2 separate regions of the Gossypium hirsutum genome follow, and region 1 is linked to region 2. A link is a contact called in public Hi-C data. All regions are on one chromosome and are shown on one strand. Each heading gives the region's core, a stretch centred on a gene start, on an enhancer-like site or on the middle of the called end of the contact. The rest is flanking DNA. Distances are from core to core; before and after follow the strand shown.

Region 1 (4,653 bases), core at 621-3,120, 460 kb after region 2:
GAGTACAAATGAGGGGGAGACTCTCTATTTATAGTTGAGCTCCCCTGAAATTGACGGTCAAGATACATTTACATCAACGGACGATATTAACTATATCTCTTAAATCATGGGATTTACAACATATGCCTTATCAAATCTAATCTAATCTTTACAAGATATGATTCTATCAATCTTCTAAGATTAGTTACCAAAATAGCCTAAGTTGCCAAATCTTGCTTATCGGGCCAACCAGGCTTCAATCTAACAAGTTTCTCCAACAAGTTACCGAATCGGACTAGTTCTTACCGGCCAAATGATCTCCATCTAAACAATAAACCTCCATCAGATGCATTTGGTGCGACGGTCATGGGCTTTGAACTGCGGCCCGTGACATTAGATAGGGGTATCTAGGTAACATCAAGGAGCTTTTCGTGAAACTAAAACCGACAACAAAAAAGAGGTTTTTGGAAAGTGGAGGGGGTGTCAATTCATTTCTTTAATTGGATACGGTTTTTAGGTTTCCTTTAGTTTTGTCGTTTCATTTTTCTACTATGTAGGTCTTTATCTGCTGGGCCTTGTTTCTGTTTTGGATTTAACCGACATTTGTTGGACTTTCTCTTTTGTTCTAGGATTGTTTTAGTATTTCTATAAAATCCAGTCTGTTTATTCAAAAAAAATTATTTCAACTAAATTCAACCATTATCATTCCTACCAACAACTAAAAACTAAGTTTAATTCTAATCTAATTCACCAAATTTTAGGTAGTATTTAGAAAATTATCTAGTAATTGAATTTGGGTGTAATTATTTGTAATTACACATGAACGATATGTTTGGGTAACCATTGTAATTAGTGGATCCCATTGAATTGGGTGTAATTGGAGCTCCAATTACACTTTTCAATTCTTAGGGAGAGAATGAGAATGAGATTAATTACCTAGATAATTATATCCAAATTCAATTATCCTATGACTTTCTAAACACTTATACATGATTTAACTTTAAGAAATTATTTTTTATACAAGTTTAAGTTATAAAAATTATATTATAAGTATGAACATGTATAAGTGTTTAGGATGGTTATGACAAAAAATTTCTAAAATTGTATTATAAACATTAAAAGTTTATATGATAAAAATAATTCATGTTCATTTTATAAAATTATAATAAAAAATATATTATTTAAATCCTAAAACATTTCTAAAGTTATGACAAAAAAAGTATATTGTAAAACATGTTATAAAAGTGTTATAAAAAGTGTTACAATATATATATTTACATGTTTATTTTTTTATTATTTTTATTAGTAAGTGTATTATCGACTATTTTATTAGACTAATATAATACATATGATTATTTAATTTTATTTTTTGTTACTCATTTAATGAAAAAAACTATTCTATTAATAGTTTTTATAATAATTAATATTATTTTTAATATATTTAATTGTATATTACAAATTGTACAACCAAACGTGATATAAAAAATTATGATGTAACTATACTCTGTTAGCCAAATTTATTTAGAGAATTACAATTCTTTATAATTACATTATAATATAATTATTACTGCACTTTTTGTAGAAATAGAATTCAGGTGAAACTGCAAGCAACATATCCAAATTTAAACTTCTAAATAAGAATTAGGCAATCATACTCTTTTTTTTTTTTTATTAAGCTGGGTTTTCAAATAAAACTAAGAGTTGAGTGAAATAACGATAATCAACTCTGCCTTCTTTCTTTTATCTTCCCCACAAGATGGGCCAAAACTTGCCATTGGCGGATTAATGCTGAGAGACTGAAATGGGTTTTCTTTTTATTGTTGGGCCAGACACTAAAATGCTAAACTCCGATAAAACGACGTCGCTCTTGTTTCCTCTCTCTGTCTGTCCGTCTTTCCGGTTTTAAAGGATTACTTTGTCAGACCGACGCACCTGAAGCATGGAATGACCCTAAATATCTCTAATCTTTCCCACACTTAGTCGCTCGTTGCTTTGCTGAATGCTAAGCTGAATCTCTCTCTTCCTTAGCACAAAACATATATAATTCAAGGGGAAAAAGAAAACACACATGTCTTCCTCTACATGTTTCAAATGCTACCCTTGGTCTTACTCTCCTTTCCCTTTCTTCCAAAAACCCACTTCACCTTTCTCCTCCATCTCCTTCTCATCTACTCAACCAAACCAAACCCAATTCCCTCTCTCCCACGACTTCACTCCAACTCAACTCCTCCACACCCTCCGCCGCCAAAACGACGAGTCCTCTGCTCTTCGCTTATTCGATTGGGCCTCTAAGCAACCCAATTTCACCCCCAACTTATCCATCTACGAGGAACTCCTCACCAAGCTTGGAAAACTCGGCTCCTTCGATTCCATAAAGCTTATTTTACAACAAGTGAAGCACTCCGGTTGTGAGCTTCGTACAGGTACTTTCTTAATTCTTATCGAAAGTTATGCCGAGTTCGGTTTGTACGATGAAATTCTCCATGTTGTTGAGCTGATGGAAGGTGAGTTCGGGTTAAAAGCCGACACCCATTTTTATAATTTCTTGTTGAATGTTCTGGTGGATGGGAACAAGTTAAAGTTGGTAGAAATTGCTCATGATGGGATGGTTAGTAGAGGGATTAAGCCTGATGTTTCTACTTTCAACATATTGATTAAGGCTTTGTGTAGTGCGCATCAAATTAGGCCGGCCATTTTGATGATGGAAGAAATGCCTAGTTATGGTTTAGCCCCTGATGAGAAAACGTTTACCACCATAATTCAAGGGTTTATTGATGAAGGTAATATGGATGGCGCTTTGAGGTTTAGGGGACAAATGGTGGAGGCTGGTTGTCCGATTACTAATGTGACCGTGAATGTTTTAGTACACGGGTTTTGTAAGGAAGGTAGGGTTGAGGAAGCCTTGGATTTTATACAAGAGATGTCGGAGAATGACGGGTTTTACCCAGATCAGTTCACCTTCAATACGTTGGTGAATGGTTTGTGTAAGGCAGGTTTTGTTGAACATGCTTTGGAAATCATGGATGTGATGCTTCGAGAAGGGTTTGATCCAGATGTATTCACATACAACTCTTTAATTTCGGGATTGTGTAAAATTGGTGAGATTGAGGAGGCAGTGGAGGTTTTAGACCAAATGGTTTCGAGGGATTGTTCACCTAACACTGTTACTTATAATACTTTGATTAGCACCCTTTGTAAGGAGAACCAAATTGAAGAGGCCACTGAGCTTGCACGTGTACTTACAAGTAAGGGGATTTTACCTGATGTTTGCACATTTAATTCTTTGATACAAGGTCTGTGCCTGACGAGAAATCATACTCTTGCTTTGGAATTGTTTGAGGAGATGAAGAATAAAGGGTGCCAACCCGATGAGTTTACCTACAACATGTTGATTGATAGCTTTTGTTGTAGAGGGAAACTAGAGGAAGCTTTAAGCCTGCTTAAAGAAATGGAGTCAAGTGGCTGTGCGCGGAATGTTATTACTTATAATACTTTGATTGATGGATTCTGCAAAAACAAGAGGATCCAAGAAGCAGAGGAAATCTTTGATGAGATGGAGCTTCAAGGGGTTTCAAGAAATTCCGTGACCTATAACACCCTCATCGATGGTCTCTGCAAAAACAGGCGGGTAGAAGAGGCAGCTCAGCTTATGGACCAAATGCTAATGGAAGGATTGAAGCCTGACAAGTTCACATACAATTCTTTGCTTACATACTTTTGCAGGTCTGGTGATATTAAGAAGGCAGCGGATATTGTCCAAACCATGACTTCAAATGGGTGTGAACCAGATATTGTCACATATGGGACCCTGATTGGGGGCCTTTGTAAGGCAGGTAGAGTTGAGGTTGCAAGTAAACTCCTTAGAACTATTCAGATGAAAGGGATGGTTTTAACTCCACATGCTTATAACCCTGTTATTCAAGCACTATTTAGACGAAAGAGAGCTAATGAAGCTATGAGGCTTTATCGAGAGATGTTGGAGAAGGGTGACCCTCCAGATGCCATCACATATAAGGTAATATTTCGCGGCCTTTGTAGTGGTGGAGGACCAATTGGAGAAGCTGTTGATTTTGTAGTTGAGATGACCGAGAAAGGATTTTTACCCGAATTCTCATCATTTTATATGCTGGCTGAAGGACTTTGTGCTTTATCTATGGAGGATACCTTAATTACGCTGGTTAATATGGTGATCGGTAAAGCTAACTGTTCAGACAGTGAGGTTTCCATGATAAGAGGTTTTCTTAGAATCCGTAAATTTCAAGATGCATTGGCTACCCTCGGAAACATCCTGGACAGCAGAAAGCAGAAGAAACCTTACTGGTCAAGATGAAGCTAGATAGTGCTCCTAGTAAACATGTTGCAAAGAAGAGGCTTCATTGTTCATTATATGTGTATTTTGAGTGTAAGTTCTTATCCTACTGTTAATGGAGCATGAATTTGTTCCCAATTTTGATGGAAGATGCAATGCTTGTACTCAGAATTTATTAGATTTTGTGTTCCATTTTTCAATTTTTCAGGCACTGATGCATTGTTGTAATGAACCAGCATCTCTATTTTATCTGCAGAAACAGCAACGTTTATCTTTTCCCCTTAACCTTCTCAGACTGCAGTCATGCTGCATTATTGCAGGAATTTGTTTTTAACATCGTACACGGTCTGAATTAGTCCAGGAAT
Region 2 (4,655 bases), core at 1,578-4,077:
TGATGAAAATTTGCGTTTATTATATATTTTGAAAGGTGATAATATCTATTTTATCTCTGTTGAAGCTCTAAATCTTGAAGAGGATCGAGCTAATCGAAATTGAAGCTTGGATTTGCTTGGTTGATCATTTGGTTGTGGTTGAGTTAGTTGTGTGGTGAGTGTTATTAAAGGGCGATTTGGTAAATTGACCCTCACTTATGCTTAATTGGATGATTGATTATTGATTGCAAATATTTAATTGAGTTTTGGTTGGTTAATTTTGCAAGATTATTGATATATGTTTAAGTGATGAAATTTTTGTTAAGTGTTGGTAAGTGAGCATCTAGTGATTTTATGTGCTTGATTTGATTGATTATAATGGTGGACTAAGCAAGCATGCTGGAGTTTTTGGTTCTTGGTATGTTGATATTTCAATTGATAAATGAACATTGATAATAGGTAATTTTATGCTAGATTTAATTTGATGTTGAAATGGCTGCGTTACATGGTTTATATATGCATTTTGGCACTTTAAATTGAGCACATTATTGATTGAAATTATGTTATGATTGATTTGTTATATTTGCATTATAGCATGATGGATCCATTGGATATAGTTGACATGCCATAGGATTTGTGAGTACTCACCATATTGATATGTTATTTGTGAGCAATGAGGCTCCAGGTGGACTGATTTGGATTAGATATGGGAGTGTTGAGCTTGTGTCTCCACTCAACGGGACTGATTTGAGGCGATATAAGGGAGAGTGTGGCCTCGGCTCGCTCAATCCAAGATTGATTCTGATTCTGATTCTGATTGGGAGTGGGGAGATTCGTTTATTCGATGTATGATCACCCGATTAAGCCATGATTGTATATGCCAATATAAATGTGATCACCCGATTAAGCCATGATTGTATATGCCAATATAAATGTATGAAATGTTATATGCTAAATTGTTGATTATATGCCATGATTAATTATGATTTTTGATACATGGTTGAGCATATGACATTGAACTATTATGGATTGATATTGTGATTGAAAATTTGTATTTGATTGGTTTCAATTTAAGCATGATTTGGGTGCTAATTTACTCGTCATTTTATAAACATTCACTGATATTTTTAAGCTCACACCTACACATTCGTGTAGTTAATCGCCGGAATTGAGGAGCCGAGGAGCCGAGCAAGAGTGTTCCAAGAGATTAAGGCTCGGTAGAGATTTAGTTACACGTTTTAGAGATGTTAATCAAGCATTGTGGAACTTCCGAGACTTAGTTTAATTTTAGTTGTAATTGGACTTGGACATTGGACATTTTTAATTTTGGATGATTTTATAATATCATATATGCATGTTTGAGTTTGATTATTGAATAATTTAAGGTGTATTGTTGCTTGATAACATGGTGTGTGAGGCATGATGTTTACACTAACCATTGTTTAAATGAAGCTTCCGTGGAGTGGTTTACTAGCTACTAAGGTACGCCACTTGTTTTAATTAACCGATGGGTGATATGCATGAAATTGAATGTTTAATTCTATTTAATTGAGGCTTAATTGGTGTTAATAAATTCAATTGAAGGTGTATGAATATGTATGATATTTAATTGTAGTTAAATCGGGTTTAATTGGCCATTAAAATACTCAAAATCGGGTTTAAAATCAAATTTTTCGCACAAAAAACTACAATGGACTGTTGGGGGTTTGAATTATGGTATTTTTAAATTAGTTCTCTAGTCCGTTTAAATTACAAATTAGTCATGTAACTTGATAAGTCTAATTAGAGCCTTAAATGATAAGGAAACTTGATAAAATTTTAGGTTTAGACTTTTAATTGATAAAATTAGTCATGTAACTTGATAAGTCTATTCGGGCATAGTACTGATAGTTTGAAATTGTTACGATTTAGTCCTTAATGATAAAACTTGAATTAGACATAGAAAATAGAAAATAAACTCGGATTAAGCTAAAATTTTTAAGGCTTATATAAATTGACTAAAAGAGGGTTGGTAAATGTATAGATCTAAATTCGGGTTAGTTTAATCGTAGGTAGTAAAATGACAAAAATACCCTTAAATTAAATTACTTATAAAAAGTTTAAAATTGGTTGACATTGCTTCCACATTGGATAAGATTGATGTGTTATAAGGTCGGGGTGTGTCTTGAGAGGTCGTTAGTCGGAAAGTCACTTAGGTGACTAATGTAACGCTTCGAATTTGGGCTGATTTGTCATGGTCGAGTTTAGGGTGTCATAAATGATATGGGGGAGTTCCCATAATTAAAACAAGTTATTTTATTTGAGAGCATTTTAGGTTTTTCATTTTAACAAAAACCAATAAAAATATGCATATAATGATATTTAAATTTGTGCTAATTGTATATGTAAAACATTAAATTTACCACTCGACCAAAACTTTATTTTGATATATTTTTACATTTTTAATTTAATATGCATAATTTATTATCTCTACTAGTTGATATATATTCATAAAATATTATTAATTGAGTTAGTGTCATAAGTTAACTTAACACTAATTCACAATTAAAAATAACACCATAATAAATAACTGTACTAATGCATTTAATATTATTAATATAATTTTTATGCCTGGGATAACATTTCTAGCAAGAGATGGTTGCAACCGTAAAGATTTAGAGTTGGATCTGGTACACAAAGATCTACAAGCTTGTGCTGAGCTCAACCCGAAGTATCGTATACAATATTTTATCTCAATAATTTTCTCATGATCATGATATCTGATCAAATCTCTTCATAGTCAAACGGGTTACACGATTCACAATCCGCGTACGATCCCACCACCTCTCTTACATAACAAAGACAAAAATGAAAAATCAGTTGCCCTTTCCAATTTTTGACTGCAAAAACGCCACCGCAACACTAAAAACCCGCCGTCTCAAATCAAACGAAGAAACCAAAAGCTTCGATGGCCATCGCCGCCGCCATTTCCCTCTCCCTCCCGCCACAAACTCGCCGTTCCTCTGCCTCCATCGCCGCCCCTTTTCGATCAACTTCTTCTCTTCATTTCGATTCTCTTCGTTCCAACTTTTCTTCTCTTAAAAACCCTAACCTTCGAGTCTCTGCATCTTCCATGAGCATCGGAACTCCAGAGAAAATCTCCACGACGTCGTTCCTTGACCGAAGGGAAAGTGGATTTCTTCACTTCGTTAAGTACCACGGCCTTGGGAACGATTTCATTTTGGTAATTTCTCCAGTTCATTTATGTTTAGCTGAAAAAATGTAGCAGAAATTGCCTTAGCTGAATTCTTGTTTATTGCCGTAGGTTGATAACAGGGACTCGACGGAACCGAGGGTTACGCCGGAGCAAGCGGTGAAGTTGTGCGATAGGAACTTCGGTATCGGAGCTGATGGAGTGATTTTTGCGATGCCCGGAGTCAACGGTACCGATTATACTATGCGAATCTTCAACTCCGATGGCAGCGAGCCCGAGGTAATCAGCTTTTCCTTGCTCAAAAGTTGCTAAAAGACGTATATATTAGTAAATATATTTGATTCAAACTGAAACCAAACTTTCAGTATAAATACAAGTTAAAACTTAACTATCCTGTATAAAAATAATTTCATGCCTTAACACAGTTCTTATTTATGTTTTTAATTGTTTAAATTCATTTAGCAATGAATCTACCTTTTCTATTTTGTATCCAAATGCTTATTTATTTGCCTTTTCTATCAAAACTAAAAGTCAGTTAGTGAAAGTGATAACTAAATGGGGACTTAGTGTGTCACTTTGATTCTTTGGTTCTCTGGTTGAATCACTGAAATTGAATATTGAGTGGTTTCTTGGATCAATTATGTGTTTTTTACGTAAAAATAGAATTTTGGCTTTATTTTTTAATTAATATTTTTTCTTCTAGATGTGTGGTAATGGGGTAAGGTGCTTTGCGAGATTCATTGCCGAACTTGAGAATTTACACGGGAAGCAAAGGTATAGTTAATGGCGTGTACTTCTATGTTCCGAGCAGTCATAATGTTGCCTTTTGTATATGTTTGAAGCAATGTGTTATTCTCTTTGTCCTAAAATGCGGCTTCATTGTTAAAAAGTCAGTTTGAAGTTTTATGCTGAAATGTCTTTGGGGTTTCATTCTCTTCTAATTTTATGCAGTTTTACTGTGCATACTGGTGCGGGATTAATTGTTCCCGAAATTCAAGAAGACGGAAAGGTATTTTATTTGGCATCTTATATGTTGCAGTACTCCATCTATGGTGCTTAATGCATCTGACATGGAGCTGCATGATCTCAGGTTAAAGTTGATATGGGTGAACCAATTCTTAAAGCATCAGATGTTCCTACAAAGTTACCAGCAAATAAAGATCAAGCTGCTGTTAAAGCAGATATCAATGTAGATGGAGTAACTTGGAATGTGACTTGTGTTAGCATGGGAAATCCACATTGTGTGACTTTTGGAAACAGACAAAGCCAGGTTTGTATTTTGGGTGATGATTGGTGAGAAGATTAGTCTGGATGTTATATTTATATGAACTATTCTTAACTATACTTCCTCTGCAATATTCAAATATTTTTGCTTGTTATTTACTGCCTAGTAAACTTTTTGACTCGAGGTTTGGCTTGTAGCAGACAACAAGACATCTACCCGTGCCGAACTTTTGTTGGCATATCAATTATGTGCATGGGC

Evidence for each region. Hi-C and Micro-C count contacts between places; a contact is called where the count stands out from the background.
Region 1: a contact with region 2 is called in a Hi-C map of leaf, with 1.8 times the contacts expected there. The contact joins the promoter of LOC107899292 here to the promoter of LOC107899279 in region 2. A contact is called at or near these places in 2 of 34 Hi-C or Micro-C datasets (both in leaf).

The regions. Positions count from the first base shown.
Region 1 is chrD04:44,264,277-44,268,929 of Gossypium_hirsutum_v2.1, forward strand. It overlaps LOC107899292 (pentatricopeptide repeat-containing protein At3g53700, chloroplastic), which reads left to right and starts at 1,871. Exons shown (of 1, transcript XM_016824960.2): 1 at 1,871-4,573. The coding sequence starts at 2,048. The coding sequence ends at 4,309. LOC107899293 (UNC93-like protein 3) reads left to right here and starts at 4,604. Exons shown (of 9, transcript XM_041091222.1): 1 at 4,604-4,653.
Region 2 is chrD04:43,799,916-43,804,570 of Gossypium_hirsutum_v2.1, forward strand. It overlaps LOC107899279 (diaminopimelate epimerase, chloroplastic), which reads left to right and starts at 2,828. Exons shown (of 9, transcript XM_016824948.2): 1 at 2,828-3,202; 2 at 3,284-3,451; 3 at 3,876-3,946; 4 at 4,124-4,181; 5 at 4,263-4,442. The coding sequence starts at 2,927.